3 separate regions of the Sus scrofa genome follow, and all the other regions are linked to region 1. A link is a contact called in public HiChIP or PLAC-seq data. All regions are on one chromosome and are shown on one strand. The core of a region is the stretch at or near the end of the contact, and the rest is flanking DNA. Distances in the headings are between cores, read along the strand shown.

Region 1 (4,503 bases), core at 672-3,171:
AAAACAACCCCCACCCCAAAACCCTAAAAACAACCAAAAAAACAAAGGAGGAGGGACCAGAAAGAAAAGAAGCCCGGGGTGGGGGGGGGCAGGGCGTTGGCATGTTACTGTCACTTAACCTAAAACCTGAAGCCCTGCCACCGCCCCCCTCCCGCCCCAACTGTTTCATAAGCATTTGCAGAGACAAGACCACGGAGAAGGAGGGAGAAGGCTGCTCTTGAGGGTGTATGAGGGAGGGAGGGTGGCGTTTCCCTTGCATTTTGGTGGAGGAGACTTGAAGACATTTTTGGTAGCCTAACCCTTAGGAGCTCTTTACTGCCCCCCAAGTATTGCTCAAAGCATTATTTTAATTGGTCCTCATAGTAAATAGTAAACACAGATGCTATTATCCAGTTTTACTGTTGAGGAAGCAGAGGCACAGAGATAAAGTAACTTGCCTAAGGTCACCTGGCTAGTAAGTGGCAGTGTTGGGGTTCAGATTGGGGGGTGATGGTGGTGGTGTCTGACTCCCCAGAGAAAGGAACCTGTCAGAGGGTGATGTTCCCCCCACCACCCCCAAATGGAGACTCAGGAAGGTAATAATCCATGAGCCAGTTCTTCAGAGATGACTTCAATGTTAACATAATCCTTCAAAAAAAAATCAAATATTCATCAGCCATTTGGGGTCTTCTGTAGTTCAAGGTGTAGAAGTGTTTTCTTAGAGGAACAAGGACCTGGCCAAGTATGGGGAATCTCAGTTCCTGGGGGGCAGGGCCTCACTGGAGGACAGAGGGATGGGCAATGGGACTCCACATCACTGAGACCAAGTGCTTTTCATGCCCCGGCCAGGTCTCCATTCCTTCACTGCGAGGGAACAGAAAGGATAAGACAGTTCCTAAAAGTCCACTTTGTCAGTCACCTCCCATCACTGTAACCAAACTGTAACCCTGTAGGGGGGCAGGACCCTTATTGATCTTTATGTCCTGGTGCTCTGGTGTCCTGGCACACAGTAGGAACTCTATGTGCTTTAAAGGGAGGAATCATTTCCTTTTGGGTGCTGATGAAGACCTTGTTGGTTCCCTGGCTATAGAAGGACTGCTGGGAGCATTTTTTTTTTCTTTTTTGGTGGCCCCACAGCATATGGAGAACCCGGGCTAGGGATCAGAGCTAAGCCACAGTTGCCACGTACACTGCAGCTGCAGCAACACCAGATCCTGTAATCCATCGTGTCAGTGGGGGATTGAACCTGTGACTGGTGCTGCAGAGATGCTACCAATCCCATTGCACCAGAGCGGGATCTCCTGCTGCCAGAATTTTGAAGCCTGTGTGTATGGGGATGTGGGGTGATGCAGGTGACCTTAGGCAAGTTACTTTATCTCTGTGCCTCTGCTTCCTCAACAGTAAAATGGGATAATAATAGCGTCTGTGTTTACTATTTACTATGAGGACCAATTAAGGTAATGCTTAGAGCAGTACTCCCTGGAGTGGAGTGCCACTCATCAGCCGATTCCCTGGAATGTCATTACAGGGGTCCCACTCTTCCTGGGAAGGCCTGGTCCTGAGTGGGTTCTCCTAATGGCCTGGGCATTTTGTATGTTACCTGTCTGTTGGTGGTGATTCTTTGCCATGCCTTCCGTCCTATAGATGGTTTGTTCACCCTCATCTGTAGCATCAAGAGCTGTATTACGTCTTGTTAAACAGGGATCTCTGCAGTATGAAGCTGGGCCAGAGATGTCTGGTGTCCTGACCTCCCCTGGCTCCTGCCATGGCCTGGCAGGATGGAGTGAGTGACCTGGTGGCCAGAACTTAGGCCGTGCAGTGGGAAGGGAGCGGGCACTGAGGTGTTGTCTTTCTGACCTTTGAAACCCTAGTCTGGTGACCGGCTGATTGGCCTTAGCTGGGTTGGTTCCTGACAGCAGCTGGCTCCTGGCTCCTCTGATGACATTCTTATTTGTAGCTCAGCCCTGGGAAATTCCCAACAGAGGATTAGAGGAGATGACTATGTTTTCTGCTCTGCCGAGTGGTACGGAAACCAACTTCAGGGCAAAATTCAAGCACACACTTGTTGGTCAGAGGCTCCTGGGGTCAGGTGACTTTTAAAATCAGGGCTATTGTGTGGGTTGGGGTAAGGTTGCAGTTAAATGACTGTCAGTAGCAACTGAAAGTCTGGGGCCTCTGCATAATGCTGATTAGGATGTAACAGCTGTGGTTTACAAATTCCATGCCTTTTAGGGCACCCATCCTCTGCTGTGGGTTTTCTTTTCCAAAACGGGCTGTCAGGGAGCTTTGGTGGGGGTGGGACACCCAGGTTGTATGAATTCAAAGGCCACTGTCCGTCGAAATCCAAGCGTGTCTCTCTCCCTGCTTCTCTGGCCCTCTCAGAGCACCCTCACATCAGACCCTTTGCATTCGCGTTCCCCATGCCCAGGCACTGCTTCATTTCCTGCTTAAACCAAATGCCTATTGTCCGTCAAGGCATAGAATCAATTCCATGCTTCTTTGCTCCTCCGAAGCAGGGCAGCCACAGGGCCCCAAAGCTGAGGGCAGAGGGCAGAGGGGGAGCTCACATCTTTGTGTGTGTGCCCAGGGCTCCTAAGGCCCCAACCCTTCTAGACCACTTGATTTCCTTGTCTTGCACAGATTAAGATAAATGCTTTTTTTTTGGAAACCAAATCTCTAACCACCACTCAAAAATTCCATTGACAGAGAAAGGCGTATTGATTTCTTCTTTGCATTACCCCTCATCCAATACCCTGAACGTTCTATTCAGTGGAGGTGCTTGAGAAGTTGATGCGGGGGAGGTGGGGGGACCAACATTGCAGAGACTTCCACTGACAGTGCTGTCTCCCCACCCACTTGTGCTCTGTGAATGCTGCTTAGTGGACCAGTTTGGGTGAGTGTGTGCATGTGGGTTCAGGGGGTCCAGGCCCAAACAGTGAATTTTACTTGGTTGTTCATTTTGAACTTTCCAATGAGTGATTTCTGTAATGCATGTGCGTTGCCCACATTTGGGCTATTAGAACGTCTTGGAAAAATGTTTTTGTAAGCTATGTAGAAGGAAAGGAATTGCTCTGTGTCTTCTCAAAATGCATGATAATTGAATAAAAATATTATTAAGATATTAAAAAATGCTTGGCTAAAAACACTAATAAAAATTTGTCCTTGTGCAAAAGCATAGCCTAGTATTTGTTGATGAATATGTTTTTAATCATAAAAATTAAATACAAATATTGACAGGTCATCTTGTTTTCATTTCTTGCCTTCTTTTAAATTGAGATTGCCCCCCCCGGCTCTAATTCCATTTTTTCTCTCTCCTATTTTGAAATTTAATATCTATATTCCTATTCTTTCAGGGGCTTAGGCATTTTAATATGCGTGTTAGCTCTAATTAATCCTGAAATTAATCAGTTTTATACTTTTTCTGGGATCATATAAGGGCCTTAGAATGTCTCACTCCAATTACTTCCTTAGTTCTATTATGATGTTTTTATCTTCTTAAATTAGATGTTTTTGTTCTGTATGGTCAGCACTGGCTTGGGTTTTATCCACATGTTTCTCATTTTCTTTGCTCCCATTCCTTCTTGACTAATTTCCTCTTGAGGTCAATTTATTTTCCCTTGATAGGCATCCTGTAGAAAAAACTTTAGTGAGGATCTGCTGGTAGTAAACTCAGATTTTGTTTTTCTAAAAAGTTTTTTATTTCACCCACATTCTTGGAAGTTGCTTCTGCTTGATGGAGGATGAAAGTTAGTTTCCTTTAACACTTTAAAAATGTTCTTCCATCGTCTCCTAGCTTCCATAGTTGCTATTAAGAGGGTCTTTCCCTCTGGCAGCTTTCATGGTCATCTTTTTGTGTTTGTTCTTTTGCAGCTTGACCACATTGTGTTTAGGAGGTGAGTTTTATTTTTTCCTGCTTTGTGTTTAGTTAGGATTCCACCATCTGAGGATAGGTGTCTTTCATTATTTCTGGAAGAATTTCAATCAGTCTCTCTTCAAATCTTGACTGTTAACTACTTTTTCCCTCCTTCTGGAAGTTCAGTTACATTGTTCGCCAGACCCCATTTTTCTACCCTCTCTCTCTCTTAACCTGCCTTTCATATTTTCCACTTATTCTTTTTCAGCTGCATTCTGGGTAATTTCTTCAGGTATTTTCTAGTTCATTGGCCACTAAGCCATTCATTTCTATGCTCTACTTTTTTTCTCCCTAGAATATTATTAGGAAATTAAAAAAAAATCTTGGTCCTTTACATTCCTTATTTAGACTGCTTTAAACATATTTCATATCTCTAGCTTCTGTGTTAGATAATTTCAGTATCTACAGTCTCTGTGGGTTTGAGGCTATAGTTTGTGCTGACTCTTTTGTGGCAGTTTATTTCATCATATGTTAGAGATTTTTGAAATCAGGGCTGAATGACCCCAAAGCTCTTGCCCACATGCCCTCATGTCTGTGTGGCCTGATGTTGGGGAGGTCTGACAAGATGGCATCATTTTTGTGGATGCATCATCTGTGTTTTCAGATGGGTT
Region 2 (4,503 bases), core at 1,480-3,979, 580 kb before region 1:
GGAGGAGGAAGAGAGAGGGATGTGGGCCCGGGAAGGGAGTTTGGGGGTCTGGCTTCCCGAGGAAGGAGGGAGGAGCCCATGCCTGGCAGGTCACCCTGGGCTAGGGGGCCTCAGAACAACTACTGCCACCCCCACTGGGGTCTCTCTAGAGTCACAGATCAGGAGGTGACTAGGGGCAGGGCAAGGACTGATGTTTGTTTGAAAATAAGGCAGCCAGGCCGCATCTGTGGTTTTCAAACTGGCTTCCACGCGGACATCTTAGAGATGCAAAAAAGGAGAGATGGGAGGCAGGCAGGTAGGAGAAGGAAAAGCTGCAGACTACCCCTCCACCACCACGACCCCCAGGGGCCTCATTCCAGGAGGCATCTAGTTATCTCCTCTAATAAAATGGCAAAATACACTTGACTAGGTGGTTCCTTCATGTCTAGCTCCAAACGTGTAAAGTTGTAGATTCTTCATTAGGTTGTTATTCATACCTATGACTCAGACCCACTCAGGCCCAACAGCCATGGCATGTCAGCGCGGGGACATCCGTCACTCGGAGATCCTCAGGACTTGGGCTAGTGCAGGTACAACAGTTGTTTGGTTGCTAGAGTAACGTGTGAAGTCACTAACTTCAGTGCCAAGAAATACACTGTATATGGCAGAGGGCAACCAGAAGCAGAGCCCACCCGGAAATGCTGACATGACCAGCCGGGCAGGAAGACAGAAGGGGGATGCCAGAGCCAACAGGGCCTCGTGGATCAGGCAGCCTGGCGCCAAGTTCTAGCTCCACGGATCCAAACACAGTGACTCCCACAAAAGCCAGAGCCCCGTGGGCAGGTGGAAGAGAGCAGAGAGGCCCCTCCTGAGGCAAAGGGCACAGCCAAGGGCGAGAGGATTCCAGGGGTGCGCAAGGGGTTCACCTGCAAGTGGCGAGTGAAGGGCACACGTGTGGGCACAGGACACCAAGGGGTGGCGCCCAGAGCCCTGGCCCTTCCACACAGGGTAGAAGCCAGGAAACAGGACACCAGCCTGTTAATCCCACACCCTCATGACCAAGCGTGTTATGTTCCACGAACACAAATAGCCTCCATCACCGAGAAAACTCTGAGTTCTGTATATAATAGGAGGAAACAGGCTCCCGGTAAAAGTCAGACTCTTAGGATTACAGCAGCAGGACGATGGCCTCCTACAGCTCAGGGGCCATAGGGGTGGGCTGCTGGGAAGGCCAAGTCCAATTTGATATCTTCCTTCCACCTGCTGGGAAGGAAGCCTTGGGTATCACAGGGCTCCTCACACTAGCTGCCCAAGTCAGAGCAGAAGGTGCTCATGGGCATCCAGGTCAGCAGAGACTTGATGACAGGTGGCGGGTTGGGGCAGGATAATGAAGATCCCTTTGGGGGAAAAGGATCTTCCCTCTCCCCGTGGAGGAATGGTTTTGTTCCTCTTTCAGAGAAAACCCAAACCATCACCAAACTTTTTTTTACTGAGTTCGGGACCCAACGTGAGGTGCAATGGTTCCTAGGAGGGGGCACCAGTCCCCAAGGGGCTTATGTGGCTGGTGACACAGCACAAATGCTCCTGTGCCCAATGCCTTCACCAACCCTAGCTAAGATTGAGCACCAAGCAGGCTATAAGCCTCCCACCTGTCACCTCACCAAGTCCTCCTGGCAACCACAGGCAGGGCCAACAATGGGCGCCCAGGCCCCACAGGTGAGCAGATGTGTGGGAGAGTGATGGCCAAAGTCACGTGCTCTCCAGTGACCAGGGCACTCGGCCCTCCCCTGCAAGCCACCTGGGCCACCCTTCAGGGCCTGAAATGGTGCCATTTCACACATGTTTTAGAAAAACTCCTGTAGAGAGATCGCCCAGACCATATTAACGAAAGCAGATCCAACATCTCTTGGTGATTTCCATCAAACGCCCCTATAGGGAAGAGCCAAAGCTCCCACTAGGAAAGAGCTCAGGTCCACCGGTGCCTCCCCTCCAGATGGCTGCCCCGAGAGGCAGGCAGGATCCACCTTCCCCACCTGGAGACCCAGCACAGAGCTCCCAGGTACAGCTGGGACCCTCCCCCCACCATGGCACACAGCGTCCTGCCTCCACAGTGCCCCCATAAAAACTAGAGGCATAACCAAAACTGCTGGGAGAGGCCAGAAACGGTGCATTCCCTCCAAAGCTCTCAAAGGAATGTTTTAGTTTTTGTTTTTTGTCTTTTTAGGGCCACACCCGCATCCTCATGGGTACTAGTCCAGTTCGTTACCACTGAGCCACAGTGGGAACTCCTCAAAGGAAAGTTGTTAAGGAATAGACTCCTACAGCTTTAAGAAATGGGTAGAGAGCGCTCGGGTTATTTCGGGAGCGTTGAAGGAAAACTATCCTCAGCCATGGTGCTGGTGAGAAATGCCAACCGCCTGAATCACAGGCTATTAGTGAACGTTTCATACAGCCCCAGAGGTTGGCAGCCTCTCTCAAGAGACAGGAAAACAAGCAAACATGTGCGGGAAAATCAGGTCCCCAGCCTCATTAAGGTGTCCAAGACCAACCCACAGGGCAGAAGGGAGCTCTAATGCGGCCCCTGGCCTGGCTCCAGGCCCTAATAGACCACCCGTGGGGCTGAGTGGCAGCGGTTCGGCTAGGATGCATTATCCCAATGGAAGCTCAGGGCATATCGGCTGTTACTCTACATCGAGGGCACAGTGCCACTGCCCTGCACACCCTCCATAACTGTGGGCAAGAGACAGGGGGCAGGGGGAGGGAGAGTCGGAGGATGTTTCCAGAAGCCACACCAGTAGGGGAGCCTGCCTGGCCCAGGGTGGAGGGATGGTTCATGTGGTGCTTCCTGGCAAAACGCAGGTGGGGGTTGGGGGAGAAAGACGGGCTGGGAGGAGCCCCCCTGGCCCCCAAGCTCCAGAGAGGGTGAGGGACCACCTGTCACTCCAGACTGGGGACTGGGAATCAGAGGGGGGACAGGAGGAGAGAGGGGCAAATTTCCCTCCACAGAACCAGCATCACCATCAAAACTGGAAAGGGTCCAACCCAACAACGGGCATCTGAAAAACAAGGAGGCAACAGTGCCAGGCCGCCTCTGGGTCATTCCCCTGTGCTCAGAAAGAAATCACAGCTAGAAAGCCCATTTGTCAATTCCAGAGACTAAAAACAAACAAAAAACGCACAGAAAGATTACTAAGGAAGCAAAGAGAGGAAGCACAAGGAGTGGCTAACCAAGAAACCTCCCACATCAGGTTACCTGGATTCAAATCCGGGGCCTGCCCCTTCCCAGTCCTATGACCTTAGGGAAGCCACTCAAACCCTCTGTGGCTCCATTTCCCCATTTCTGAAATAGGGAGCACACACAGGTTTGGGGTGGTAATTCATAAAATGACTGGAAAGTTCTTGCAAGAGTGGCTGTCACAGAATATATGGTTGATAAATGTCAGCCACCATCATCACCACCACCCCCTACATCACCTTCTACTGACCTCAGAAGGAAGCTGGTTTTCCATTACCTAAAGGAGTTCAAGAAGGGAAGGGATTCTGAATTACCTAAAATCATGGTTAACAAAGGGTTAATTCCTTTACATGCTGATGTGGGCAAGGCTAGCAACTCCAATTATCCTAAAAATACAGGGTTTTATTAACTGCAAAGTTTTCACCTACTCACTAGGTAAGTCTCACTGTTAACACATTAAAAAAAAGTAGGATCCAATTTTCAAAAAATTTCTCCAAGACTTGAGAATTTCCCAAGAAATGTTTTCCTTTGAACGGGCACATTAAAAGGTACAGGTGGTCTAAAAAAATAATGGCACAACCCTGAAATAACCAACATTAGGAGTTACCAGCATTGCTTCATTAGCAGTCTAAATCTGGAGACTGAAGAGTTAGAACAGTTAAAACCCACTGCCTCTGCCAGCTGCAATCAGAAAGAGGAATAGGGAGTTCCCACTGTGGCTCAGAGGGTTAAGAACCCAACTAGTATGCATGAGGATGCGGTTCGATCCCTGGCCTTGCTCAGTGGGTTAAGAATCCAGCGTTGCCACAAGCTGCAATATAGGTCGCAGATGTGGCTCAGGTCTGGTGTTGCTGTGGCTGTGGTGTAGACCAGTAGCTGGAGCTCCAATCCAACCCCTGGAGCTCCAATTCGACCCCTAGCCTGGGAACTTCTATATGGCACAGGTGCAGCCATTTTAAAAAAGAAGAAAAAGAAGGAAAAAGAGTGTGTGTGTGGCAGAGAGGTGCTCACGTCCTCCCCCTGCACAGACATACAAAGAACCTAACTTTCCTTTTTTTAAAGGGCTTGCTTGGGGCATGCATAAGTTCCCTAGCCAGGGATCAAACCCACCCCACAGCAGTGACCTGGGCCACTGCAGTGACAATGCCAGATACTTAACCCCCAGCTCCACAGGGGGATTCAAAACCTTACCTTTTAAAAGGACTTTGCCATAAAGTCCTCAGGCAAGAAAGGAAATTTTTGCTCTCTATTTTCGTTTCTAGCCAGGCAACAGTCCCCTTCGGTGTTTT
Region 3 (4,503 bases), core at 941-3,440, 530 kb before region 1:
ATCATTATGAGTTCATACCAATCTACTGATAAATATTCAAACCCGCAATGGGTAAAGTGCTACAGGGAGTTCACTCTGTGGTGCAGTGGGTTAAGAATCCGACTGCAGTGGCTCAGGTGGCTGTGGAGGTGCAGGTTCCATTCCCGGCCATTGAAGTAGGTTAAAGGATCTGGCATTGCTGCAGCTGTGACATAGGTTGCAGCTGTGGCTTAGATTCAGTCTCTGGCCTGGGAATTTCTATATGCTGCAGGTATGACCATAGGGGGAAAAAAGTGCTGTGGCAGATGCTAAGGGATGTACCGGCAAAGCTGAATAATCTACACCTCCGTTCTGGAATTTACAGTTTAGCTGGTAACATAGGTATGTGCTCACGTAGCTGAATATCTGTCTGGACACAAGTTCTCACACGTAAGGAGTGTGGGAAGCTCTAATTTCCAATGTTACAGATCAGGAAAGGCTTTCGGAGATATAGTGGGATGTGAGCCCAGCCTTGACAGTGATCTCAAGTGTGTGTGTACATATCAAGAAATGTTATTTCCTTTATCCATTTATTTTTAAAAAAATGAAATAGCTTTTTTTCTGTTTAAAGACACATTAAAACATGTTGTTGATTCATTAGCATTGAATGCATGGCAACAGAACTGAAACTCATGCCTGAATGACGTTTATCTAACACATATTTTCTCCAGAAGGCACACCATAAAATAGCTCTTTTATTGGAAAATAACCCACATTCATTTCCCGAAAGGGCTCAACAACATTCGGAAAACATACCTGTGAAGTGAGCCACCTGTAACCCCACCACCCACAGGTGACCACAGTTAGCACTGCCACAAGCGCCCTTCTGCACAGCTGTGCGATCCTGTTATACACGCCGTTGTGTAACCAGCTGTTTTCACTCAATAATATGTCATGGACATTTTTCCATGCCAATTATTCCCAATCTACATCACTATTTAAGTGGCTGGAGAGTATTCCATTATACGGATGTACTCTAAATTAATCAAATCCCCATTGATAAACATTTAGTGTTGCGGTCAAGGGCACAGACTCAGGAGCTCCACAGTCCAAGCATAAATCCTGCCTCTACCACTCCCCAGCTGGGTGATTTTGAGTGAAAACCTAACTTTTGATTGCGGGTTCCTCCTCCATAAAACAAGGGTATTAAGAATACCTACTGCAGCAGAATGTTGTAAGTAGATATTTATAAAACATTTATAACAGTTTCCAGCACATAGTAAATGTTCAGTTAAGGCCAACTGTTGTTGGCAACATTACCAGGGCTGTGACCATCAGCGGAATTCATATTCTCTTTACTTACTTAGAATAAAACTTAGAAATGGGAGGAAGTAGTTAAATGGTAAACATTTAAAATCCTGGTAAAAATCATCCAATTTCCCTCCAGAAATATCCCCACCGTCATGGAGGACCTGGGGTTGGTAGGAGGCTCTGAATGTGTACAGCCACTGCTCCTGGCCCAGAGCACTGTCACCCTCCAAGTCACGGCGAACCAGCCAGTGAGGTCTCCCGCCTCGCCCAACCTTCTGGGTGGCATTCTGGAACGCCGGGCAGGAGGAAAATCAACAGCAAGTCAGGTCAGACTCTCTCCCTTTGATTTCTAGAAGGAAAACTAGAGTTGAGGCCATATTCAAAAATATAGGTCAAATCTTGGTTTCTGTGGTTACCAAACACTGTCAACCACCAGTGACTCCCTCCCTCGGGGGCGATGCCAGGGTTCCGAGGCCTGGCCGCGGGGCCTGGCTCCCCTCCGTCTGCGCCCCCCGCCCCGCCAGGGCCCAGAGACCCGCCCTTCTGCGGCCCCACAGCCCTGAGGGTCTGCGGGGAGTGCGGCAAGGGGGCGGGGCCCGCGGGCACCCTGCCCTCCACTCCTTGGGGTGGGGGCAGCGGCTTGGCAGTGCTACCGATGGGGTTCGGGGTCCCCGGGACGGCTGCCCTGCCCAGTCGCCCGCCCGGCTCTCCACGCCTGCGGAGGCAGGGAGCGCCCCGCCTGGGCACGGGCCGTGCCCGCCCGGAGGAGGGAGGAGGCCGGCCGCCACAGGAACAATGTGGTCGGTTGTTTTGCGGACTGTCAGCCTCGTTCCTGCATTCTCCAATCCACGCCCCTTGGCCTAACCGCCACAGGCCCAGCACGCTGAGGGAAGAGCCCCCTTATTTGGTCTTGGAAAGAAAGGGGAAAGGTTATCCTCAGATGCCTGCGGCGTTGGGTCATCGGCCGGCAGTTTTTGGCCCGCTCCCGGGAGCAGGGCCGACTCCCGCCGGTAGGTGGCGGTGCCAGGCAGCACCTCGCCGAGACGCCCGAAGTGGTAAACAAACCCGCAGGTTCCGGTACCTTGGCCTCGGGGTCTTCTTTTGTGTGCGCGCTGGGAGAGACTTGGCCCGGGGAGGCGGGGGAGGAAGGAGGAAGAGAGGGAGAAGAAGAAGAAAACAAAGCCTTTTTTAATGCTGCAGTCCGGCTTTCGAAATCGGAAAATCGGCTTCAGTTTGAGGGTGTGACTGCCGTTGTGGATTTCATGTGAACCCTCGGCGGGTGCACGATGGGATGCGGGCTTCAGGTTCACGGTCAGCTGGGAGGTCGCGATGCAAATTCCTTTAAGGACTTTAATAAGGTACTAGGTGAGGATTAGTACGAGCTTGGATGCTCATTTCTTTCCTACCCCGGCCCCTCCCACACTCTCTCCTCCTGCCTGCCATTGCCAGCCTCTCAGGTGAGCTGGGGAGGTGAAGTGAGCCACCTGCCTTCTCCCGGCGGGAGCAGGACGCTAGCGGAGGTTCCCAAGCACTAAGCACGTGCAGACCAGCACTTGCTCACCTTCGTTGCTGACCCTCAAGCCAGGAGTCATCCTCGCCTGTTACTCGGAGTTCCGAGAGAATAAGGTCACACGGACAGCAAGGGGCAAAGCTGAGATTCGAACCCCTGTTCTTCACACTTCAAAGCCAAGGCTTGTCCTACAATGAAGGGTACCTCACCTCTCTAGTGCCTCCTCCACATAAAGCTCTTGTAACGTATATTATTGTCCAAAGTTCTTTAAAAAGAACCAAAACATTAACGGGATTTGAATTTTTTCAGCAAAACAAAGCACAAGCCACTACCTTGTGGAGGTGACTCTGGTTGGGTGAACCTGCTTCCCCAGGTCGGAAGGGGACTGGAAGTTAGGAAGCCATGGGGCTCTGGGGCTTCTGCTTTAACTGATTACACAGGCTCTGGGGCAGCGTCCTGTGAGGCTCGGAAAAGGGGCCCGCCAGGCGGAAAGCTCTGCTAACTTTTATTTTCTATTTTAGGCAAGTTGCAGACAGCCCTTTTGTTTGGCTGAGCGTCCCATATGCTCAGGTCTCTGCCCGTTGCTTCTTCTGCCTCCTGAGAATGGGGGAGGGGGGAACCAATAATTTTCACTTAGAAAACCTGTTTTGGGTTTCTTCATCTGGAAAGAAATTAATTTTCCAAGTCACACAATTCTAGGCAACTATTTAAAAAGTTACTGGAGTGACAGTTTCCATGCTTAAACGGTGCCAGTTTTTCTTTAAAAAAAAACCCAAAGTTTGTGTGAACAAAGTTAAATCCAAGAAATGTGGTTTTTCTCTATCTCTTTTTCATAAAATAGTAAAAAAGAAAAAAAAAAGCTGCATCTACCAGTTTTGGGGGGTTTCCAGGTTTCCAAGAATTTACTTAGCTTGCTACGTAGTATATTTCTGTGGAAAAATTACAGCAAGAATATCTTTCGGATCATTGCTTTCCAGTCATTGTTTTATTGGTTCCCAGATTCCATGAGAACCAGCACTGTCTGGGTTTGCCTTGACATTTCAGAGCCCATGTCCCCATCCCAGGAACCAGAGTCCTTCTTGGGATGAGGGACTCGGCAGCCATGGCAATTGCTTTGTCCTTTCCAGATGTGCTGGCCTCTGAGCCCTCACTCTGCACCTCACTCTGCATTTCATTCTCCCCAACATCTTAATTTGGTTCCATTCAGTTGCCTGGATTCTGCTCTTAGACTATGCCTTGAAGCGGGTGGGACCCAGCTCCACTGTCATATCAGGGGCTGCCCTATTTGGAGGTGCGCGGGCTTCCAGCCATCCAGAATGAACTCGGGGAACAGAGCTATGCAGCTTTGACCATGGACCTTAACTCTTGTGTTCCAGCTGTTGTGAGGATTTAATGACTTCTTCATATATGAAGGTCTTGGGGAGCAAAGTAGGGTAAACTGTTTAGGTTTGTAGGGAAATCAGTTGAAATGATATGTCTATATACTGGCTTTATGTACTGGTCAGGACTCTGTTTTTGCAAAAGACAGAAACTCAACCCAAACTGGTTTAAGCATAAAAAGAGATATAATTGCCCTATGAAACTGATAATGGAAATGTCAGCTTCAGGCATGGCTTGATCTAGAAATTCAACAGTACTATCTTGATTTGACCATGTCCATATCTCAGCTGGCTCTTTCACTGACTCTTTTTGACCCTAAGACAACTTGGGTCCCTAAGAAAAAT

Evidence for each region. HiChIP or PLAC-seq counts read pairs in DNA pulled down with a chosen protein or histone mark.
Region 2: an H3K27ac HiChIP or PLAC-seq map of skeletal muscle shows a contact between it and region 1. The contact joins two enhancer-like sites. A contact is called at or near these places in 2 of 5 promoter capture datasets (fetal liver and liver) and 1 of 2 datasets of contacts at active chromatin or transcription factors (skeletal muscle).
Region 3: a contact with region 1 is called in an H3K27ac HiChIP or PLAC-seq map of skeletal muscle, with 7 times the contacts expected there. The contact joins two enhancer-like sites. A contact is called at or near these places in 2 of 5 promoter capture datasets (liver and skeletal muscle), 1 of 47 Hi-C or Micro-C datasets (psoas muscle) and 1 of 2 datasets of contacts at active chromatin or transcription factors (skeletal muscle).

What each region holds. Positions count from the first base shown.
Region 1 is chr1:137,288,954-137,293,456 of Sscrofa11.1, reverse strand. All of the region lies in intron 1 of FAM169B (protein FAM169B), which reads left to right. Among named protein-coding and RNA genes, the nearest start is that of FAM169B, 6.0 kb to the left of the region's middle. Within about 2 kb of position 1,921, at least 11 of the 83 cell types and tissues checked have an H3K27ac peak or open chromatin away from gene starts, as enhancers often do. A contact at or near this core is called in skeletal muscle, where this site is marked.
Region 2 is chr1:137,869,912-137,874,414 of Sscrofa11.1, reverse strand. All of the region lies in intron 2 of SYNM (synemin), which reads right to left. TTC23 (tetratricopeptide repeat protein 23) reads left to right here. Exons shown (of 11, transcript XM_021098378.1): 11 at 1-3,518. Among named protein-coding and RNA genes, the nearest start is that of SYNM, 17 kb to the right of the region's middle. Within about 2 kb of position 2,729, at least 23 of the 83 cell types and tissues checked have an H3K27ac peak or open chromatin away from gene starts, as enhancers often do. A contact at or near this core is called in skeletal muscle, where this site is marked.
Region 3 is chr1:137,823,683-137,828,185 of Sscrofa11.1, reverse strand. No RefSeq gene overlaps it. Among named protein-coding and RNA genes, the nearest start is that of SYNM, 30 kb to the left of the region's middle. Within about 2 kb of position 2,190, at least 59 of the 83 cell types and tissues checked have an H3K27ac peak or open chromatin away from gene starts, as enhancers often do. A contact at or near this core is called in skeletal muscle, where this site is marked.